Regions from separate parts of the Pan troglodytes genome. Here region 1 is linked to region 2. A link is a contact called in public HiChIP or PLAC-seq data. All regions are on one chromosome and are shown on one strand. Each heading gives the region's core, a stretch centred on a gene start, on an enhancer-like site or on the middle of the called end of the contact. The rest is flanking DNA. Distances are from core to core; before and after follow the strand shown. Region 1 holds the start of RAB31 (RAB31, member RAS oncogene family). Region 2 holds the start of VAPA (VAMP associated protein A).

What was found. HiChIP or PLAC-seq counts read pairs in DNA pulled down with a chosen protein or histone mark.
Region 1: an H3K4me3 HiChIP or PLAC-seq map of stem cell-derived excitatory neurons shows a contact between it and region 2, with 2.3 times the contacts expected there. The contact joins the promoter of RAB31 here to the promoter of VAPA in region 2. A contact is called at or near these places in 2 of 7 Hi-C or Micro-C datasets (blood and stem cell-derived neural progenitor cells) and 1 of 1 datasets of contacts at active chromatin or transcription factors (stem cell-derived excitatory neurons).

Annotation. Positions count from the first base shown.
Region 1 is chr17:21,187,678-21,191,350 of NHGRI_mPanTro3-v2.0_pri, reverse strand. RAB31 (RAB31, member RAS oncogene family) reads left to right here and starts at 2,019. Exons shown (of 7, transcript XM_523865.7): 1 at 2,019-2,225. The coding sequence starts at 2,187.
Region 2 is chr17:20,982,795-20,986,610 of NHGRI_mPanTro3-v2.0_pri, reverse strand. VAPA (VAMP associated protein A) reads left to right here and starts at 2,559. Exons shown (of 7, transcript NM_001280235.1): 1 at 2,559-2,873. The coding sequence starts at 2,816. It overlaps LOC129137842 (a long non-coding RNA gene), which reads right to left and starts at 2,422. Exons shown (of 2, transcript XR_010152020.1): 1 at 2,298-2,422; 2 at 1,471-1,871. It overlaps TXNDC2 (thioredoxin domain containing 2), which reads left to right. Exons shown (of 2, transcript XR_010152021.1): 2 at 1-632.

The DNA.
Region 1 (3,673 bases), core at 770-3,269, 210 kb before region 2:
CTTAGGGTGATCATGGGGACCTGGTTTTCATGAGGCCATGTTTAAGCTCAGGGGTGACCTGGCTGGGGAGAGGGTATAAACCCATGAACACGAGTCAGTTGACAGACTAGGATTGCCACTTTGTAAAGAAGAGCCCAAGGCCTGATCAGAATGAGACGCAAATGAGGTCATTTTTAACAGAACTAGGGGAGGGGAGAAGGACAAATAGACTGGGGCGATTCTCAGGGAGGGAAGGGCTGGATACGGGACTCTTTTGGGAGAGCCTAGAAACGACGCAAGCGTCCCAGACACCCGGGCTAGTGGAGAAGAGAGCAGAATGAGAGCAGTCATGAAAAAGAGTAAGGGAACACAAGAGAAATCCGATTTGCCTATTTCTGTCTGGGCACAGTTCTGCCCTTAGCAATCTAAGGCAACTTCACAAAGCTCCACTCACTGCACGGGATGTAGAACACAGTGGAGGCTTCCACCCTGGTTTGACTGGCTTTTGGGAATCAAGCGGGAAAGCCAAAAGGACATGTTTCAGTGTGGAGATCCAAGTCTTAGCAGGTGCCCTCAGGGCTGGCGAAGGCCTTGGGGGAGGTGTCTTTGCAACTGTGTAGGGGTGGTTTTCTGATTAGCAAATCTGAGGGCAGGGAGATATTGTGATCAGGACTGTTTGATTCTGGGCAAGCCTCTTTTTACCCTGCCCACATAGAAGACTCTGCTTTGGATACAAAGTCAAGGACGGATACTGATACAATGGACCTGTAACTTGTTCATGGCTGCCTTTTGTACAGTTTAGTCCATTTGAGTAATCTCCACAAGCCTGCACCTCCAGGGCAAACTTCTTGCTCTTCTGGGGAATTTAATTGTGAATTGTCTGTTTCGGGGCCCATTTTGACTCCAGTATTCCAGGACTTATCTCTTTGGAGGCCTTGATTTGGAATTTCCCATTGGATGGGGCTACTTGGGTACTGGGTAGCTTCAACCTGGCTTCCGTAGGAACAAAGCCAGATGATCACGGTGGGAGGTCTGCTAGGAGAATGGAAATGCCATTGATTAAAATGGGAAGGTTAGGAGAGAGGCCTGAGAGTTTGGGATAGGAGATGAAGTTTCAAAAAATCAGTTTTTAAAAAAACATTTCCCATCTGAAATGCCAGTGAATTGTTCAGACAGATTACATTGAAAAGGCTGACATTTCTGTAGCAGCAACGAATGAAGTCATCTGAGTGGATGAGGTGCTCTAGGCCATACATGGAGAAGAGAACACAGTTACCCAAGCCTCCCCGACTGTGTGCGGCCACGGACTCTGCTCATTTCCCAGTTAGGAACGATGCAGGGGTCTGCTGGGATCTCCACGTTTCTACCTGTACTTCTGAGGACTGGGTTTCTGCCCACACAAGTTGCAGGATTTGCTCTACTGAGAAAAAGAGTTTTGCTCCAGAAAGCAAGTTTCCTGTTTCAGACACGGACAGCGAGTTTTGCTTCTAGAATCATTTTCAGCTGCATACAGAAAAATGAACTTGGCTGAGCTGAAGAGCCACACATATGTTAAACGGAAGCTCGGGTATTAGGAACGTCGAGAAAGGCAGGCCGAAAAGTTAGCCCCCTTCTCCTCACCCCTGTCCTCACAGCGGCCCCTTCAGTGGCCTGACTTTTTCTGCGTGGGACCCAGAATGTCGCTTGAGGATGGGACCACCCGCAGACCTCCACGCGCTGCCACGCAAACGGCCTCGGCCGAGAGCATTCGCTTTCCAGATGAGAATGGCATCTTCAGGGACCCGCTGGTAGTGGGGCCAGGTCTCCACAGGGCCGGTCCAGTCCTTCCTACCCACCCAGGCCCTGCGGCCAGGCGGGGCCGGGAGGGGCGGATGCCGGAGGGCGCTGGGGGAGGCCGACCCGCGCGGGGCTGGTCCGAGGGCGGAGGCAATCCGCAGGCGACGCCGCAGGTCCCGGGTGGCTGACGCCGTCCGGGGGCGTTCCTGGGAGCTGGGGGCCGGCGAGGCTGGACCCGACGCGCCCGGGAGGAGCCGGCCGGCGGCCACGTGACCCACCGCGGCGGGGCCGGCGGCCCAGAAATAGCAGCGGCGGCGGTTCCGCCCGCGGGCGGCGCGAGCGAGGGGCAGAGGCGAGAGACGCCGGCGGGGCGCGGGCGCGGCGGCCCCGGAGGATGCTGCTGAGCCCCGGCACTGCCTGGCTGCGAGCACATGATGGCGATACGGGAGCTCAAAGTGTGCCTTCTCGGGGTGAGTCCTGGCCGCCACCCGCCGGCGGACCCCGGCCCGCGCTCTCGCGCCCCTTCGCTCCCCTATTCCCTGCGCGCTCAGTCCCCGTGATCCCCTCGCTCTCCGCACCCCTCTCGTAGCCCCCGTCCCCCTCGTCCGCGCGCCCCCTGGTTCCCCGGGTCCCCCTGGCTCCCCTAGTCCGTGCGCCCCTCGCTCTCCGCGCCCCTCGCTCTCCGCACCCCGCCTGTTCTCCGCCTCCCCGCCGTCCGTGCGCCCCTCTGGTCCGCCCCCGCTCTCACCCTGCCGGGGTCCGGGTCCGAGCCTGCCCCGGGCTTACTCCGCTCTTTCCTCCCGGCCCGCGAGTCCCCGGATCCGCGGCGACCTCGCGGGGACCCCCAGCGGGGACGGGGCAGTGGCGGCGAGTCTGGGGCCCCGAGGGCTTTCTCCTCCGCTTTTGATAGTTTCCTTCCGGCAGAAAGTTTAAGTTGCTCAGCCAAGTCGCTGAGTGCTCTTTTGCCTCCTGGGGGCAATTGATTTATTCACGTAAAACAGAAAAATAAAACCAAAAGCGAACCCAGCCAAGGGGGTGAAAGCCGAGGGCGCGGCCGGGGTGGAAGGTGAGGCAGTGACCTGTGCGGAGCGCGCCCTGCAAACTTCCCTGCTGCGGGTGAAAGAAGCTGCCTGGGAAAGTCCTCCCCACCATCACTCCCCTAAAGTGGGGTTTTCTCCGCCCGAAGAAGCCTTAAAGCAGCCAGAAACAAAGAAGCAGTCAATCCGTGCGGCCCGGGGACTGCAGACAGGGGACCCGGCGAGGACGCAGGGAGCCGCTGGCGAACCGCCCCTGGGAATTCAGATAAACGTAGGGTCGCTTCCTTTCGGGGGCCCACTCCGCATTCCAGAATTCCTTCTTCTAAAAGAAGAGCCGGTTCTAAGGGCGTTTTCAGCAGCCATTAGCATCTGGTGTACCCGCCCGTGTCATTCAAAGCTGGTCTCATGAAAACCATTTCCTAAAAAAGGGCAGCGAAAGGGTCGCATTCTTGTGCGAACTGATCTGTCAAGATGGGGGTACAAGAACTGTAGAAAGAGGAAATGATTTCGGTGAGGACTGAATTGTGCCAGCGTCTCTAGGCTTCCTCTAGGCTCTTGTGGAACCTCCGGCAGGCTCCCATCATCGGCTCCCATCACCGGCCTCTTCCAAAACCATCCCTTACCCTAACTCGATTGTCCGGTTGGCTTAGAATTCCAGAGGATCTGGGAAGGCCCTGCCCTCCCTGGTAGCCCCTGGCACAGATCCGCACAGATCCCCACCTCCCCCGACTTGCTGAGCCACAGCCAGGATCTAGTCTGGTCTTTCTCTGTTGACCTTTTTGTGTGGCAGGAGTGGGTTTTCCTGTTCCCCAGGCCCTCTAATATTTCCAGACATAAATTCCAGGAATCCCATGCTTCCCTATTGAGGGGCCATTTCAGCC
Region 2 (3,816 bases), core at 1,310-3,809:
CCGGTAAGAGAAGTGTGCTTCCCGCTATGGAGGGACTGGATCAGCCTAGGCTAGCTGGCCCATGGAAGAGAGTTCTTAGGCCGGCAAAAAACTGGAGTTTGTGAGGGCCTTTAGGGTTGTCAATTCACAACTAAACCTATGTGGGACACTATCCTTCGGACTGATTGTCACTTTTAGCTTTTTTTTTTTCTTAAACAAAAACAAAACTTGAACCCCCATTTTAATAAACAATTTTTTTTGTATTCTACCTTAATGATAATTGACTTCTCAAAATAAATTTTGTGAATAGGAAGAAATCACAGTAAAGGTAAATTTAGAATATGCTTCAAACTACTTAAGCACTCTATCCTCCTGCATCCGGAGTTGATTCCTTCCAGTGGGTTCCTGGTCTTGCTGACTTCAAAAATGAAGCCCCGGACCTTCACGGTGAATGTTACAGCTCTTAAAGATGGCACAAACCCAGGCCAGGCGTGGTGGCTCATGCCTGTAATCCCAACACTTTGGGAGGCCAAGGCGGGTGGATCACTAGGTCAGTCCTGTAATCCCAGCACTTTGGGAGGCCAAGGCGGGTGAATCATGAGGTCAGGAGATCGAGACCATCCTGGTTAACACGGTGAAACCCCACCTCTACTAAAAATATAAAAAAATTAGCTGGGCATGGTGACAGGCGCCTGTAGTCCCAGCTACTCAGGTGGCTGAGGCAGGAGAATGGCGTGAACCTGGGAGGCGGAGCTTGCAGTGAGCTGAGATCATGCCACTGCACTCTAGCCTGGGGGGACAGAGCGAGACTCCCTCTCAAAAAAAAAAAAAAAAAAAAAGAAAGAAAGAAATGATGGCACAAACCCAAACCCAAAGACTGAGCAGCAGCAAGATTTATTGTGAAGAGCAAAAGAACAAAGCTTCCACAATGTGGAAAAGGACCCAAGCAGGCTGCCCCTGCAGGCTGGGGTGGCCAGTTTTTATTGGCTTATTTGTCCCTGCCCATGCCCTGCTGATTGGTCCATTTTACAGAGTGCTGATTGGTCCATTTTACAAACCTCTAGCTACCTACAGAGTGCTGATAGGTGCATTTTTACAGAGCACTGATTGGTGCATTTTACAAAACTCTAGCTAGCTACAGAGTGCTGATTGGTGCATTTTACAATCCTCTTGTAAGAAAAGTTCTCCAAGTCCCCACCCAACCCAGAAATCCAGCTGGCTTCACCTCTCACTCCCAGGAATTTCAGGGCTGAAAACACATTCCTCCTGGGTGGCACAATCTTCTGTGAATGCCAGGCTAGCAATTCCAGCAGGCTGTTCCTGGATGGACCCTGATACCTGGATCGCACATGAAAACTTGGATTTGGTGCCTACTTCTAGACTACTGTTTCGTCTCGTTTATTTTCTAGACAAACTGTGCTGCTCCATGGCAGTAGCATCAATATGTCTTTTGTTTCGTGGCGCTACCTAGGGATTTAAATTCAAACCGTATCACAAAATACAATAAAGGTTTATTTACAGCACATTGGTTTCATTTGACGTTCCTGTACCGGACTACCCTGGCAATCGGCTAAAGTTTTGTCAGCAAGTTTGCTGCTGGGATTTTTCTTATTTGGTTCAGTTTACTACAGCCTATCGTAAGTGATGCAGATGGAGTTAGTTTCTAACATGTGAACGTGAGAACTGTTTTGGTTTGGGTCCATCATTAAAACTGAAGAAGATTATTTGGGTTCGATGGTGTAGATTTTTGACTTTTATTTCTAGTTTCTGTGTGCTTTGTCATATTTCCCCTTGCTTCCTAGACGAGGTGCGTTTCCTTATCTGATTTTGCATCACTGCAGAGAACTCAGGAAGCAGGAGAGGCTGAATTGGATACCACGGGGAATGCAGCCCTGCCAACAGAGGATTGGATAGAATTAGAGCAAACGGACACATCCCCCCACGCCTGTTCTCCACAGGGCAGATTTTATTAATATATTTCTAACATTGGGGCCTCGTTTCAGTCTTCAAGTTTTTTCTTTTTTAGCGCAAACTAGACGCGCTCTGAGAGCCAAAATTAGCGTCCGCGAACCCCACCCCATTCGCCTCCAACAGACCTAGCTCTCCTTTCCACCCACAAACAGCCGTTACTACAGTTCCCAGCAAGCACCGCGCAGGGCCGCAAAGGGCCAGGCCCTCGGCGAAGGCCCCGCCCCGCAGGGGGCATGCCGGGAGTTGTAGTGAGTGGGCGCTTCCCTACTACTACTTGTCCCTTCCACTGGGCATTCCCACTTGGAAGAGTGTGATGCGCTGCCAGAGCAGTTTCTCTAGTTCCGTACTCGGAGCTCAAGGTGACAGAGGACTGCGCTTCCAGCCCTGCGCTGCGCATCGCGTCGGTCCCGTGGACCTTTGCCCCGCCTCCTTCCACACCCGTTCCCTTGACAGCTGGGCTGCGCTCCGGGCCGCGGCAAGCCGCGAGCGCGCAGGCGCAGCAGCCCCGCGCCGCGCTAGGCAGGCCTGGAGGGCGGGACAAGCGCTAGGAGCTCCCGGCCGGGGGCGCGCACGTAGGCACGCAGAGGCCGTCACGTGGGTCGCCGAGGATCGCAGTGCGCGTGGCCGTGGCGGCTGGTGTGGGGTTGAGTCAGTTGTGGGGCCCGGAGCTGCTGACCCAGCGGGTGGCCCACCGAACCGGTGACACAGCGGCAGGCGTTAGGGCTCGGGAGCCGCGAGCCTGGCCTCGTCCTAGAGCTCGGCCGAGCCGTCGCCGCCGTCGTCCCCCGCCCCCAGTCAGCAAACCGCCGCCGCGGGCGCGCCCCCGCTCTGCGCTGTCTCTCCGATGGCGTCCGCCTCAGGGGCCATGGCGAAGCACGAGCAGATCCTGGTCCTCGATCCGCCCACAGACCTCAAATTCAAAGGTAGGCAGAACGGGGACACCCCCGGGTGGGGTGGGGCGCGCGGACGGCTGGCTGGCGGCGGGGGGCGCGGAGGGCACGTCGGCGTCCCTGGCCCAAGGGAGCGCCCCCTCCCCCACGCCCCGGCGCCTTCCCTTTCCCGGCTGCTTTCTTGCCGCCACCTCGGCCGGCCTGCCCCTTGCTCCGGCCCGCTTCATCCCCTCCCGCCCGCCCGCGCTGCGGTGCGCGCGCCGGCCGGGGCGAGGCGGAGGGGAGCCCGGCCCTGGCGCCGCCGCCGCCGCCATCTTGCGGTCCCGCGGGGGCGCCTCCTGGGCGTCCGGTCCCGCCCGCGCCGCGGTCCGCCTGGGCCCGCGTCCTTGGCCCCAGAGGCCGACGGCGTGCTTCGGCGGGGCGTGGGCGGCTGGGCACCCGAGGGCGTGCGCTCTGGGCTGCGGCGGGGAGTGGGCTCTGGAGGTGGCGCAAGCTGCGTCTGTCGCCCGCTCCCGGCTGTCAGCGGCGCGGGGAGGCTAGGGCGCGGCGCGGGACCCCTTGGGAGTGAGAGCCGCCCCCCCGGCCCCTGCCCCGGCCCGGGGAGAGCTCGGTGCAGCCGGCCCTCGGGTTCCGCGGAGGGCGTCGCTTGTCACCTTTCCGCCAGGTTTAGAACTCGGCCGTCAGGTGTAGGACGCGCCGGGGAGGTGGAGAGTCCTTGGAGGTGCCTGGCGAGGGCTGCCCGGTGCTGTTGGCACGGACCCAGGTGCGTGCGGGCAGGAGCGATGCGTCAGCTGCAAACGGAGAGTTGTAGGTTCATAGTAGCGGGGCTTCCTGCCTTCTACGACATTTCAGTGTGCCACCCGCGTGCTTTTATTTAGCCCTTTAGTTGAGCTCCTCTGCTGAGAAACCTTCAGTGCGTGTGACTTTTTTGCTTTTACGTTTGCGGTTTCCGACAGATCCTGAGAAGGCTGATAAG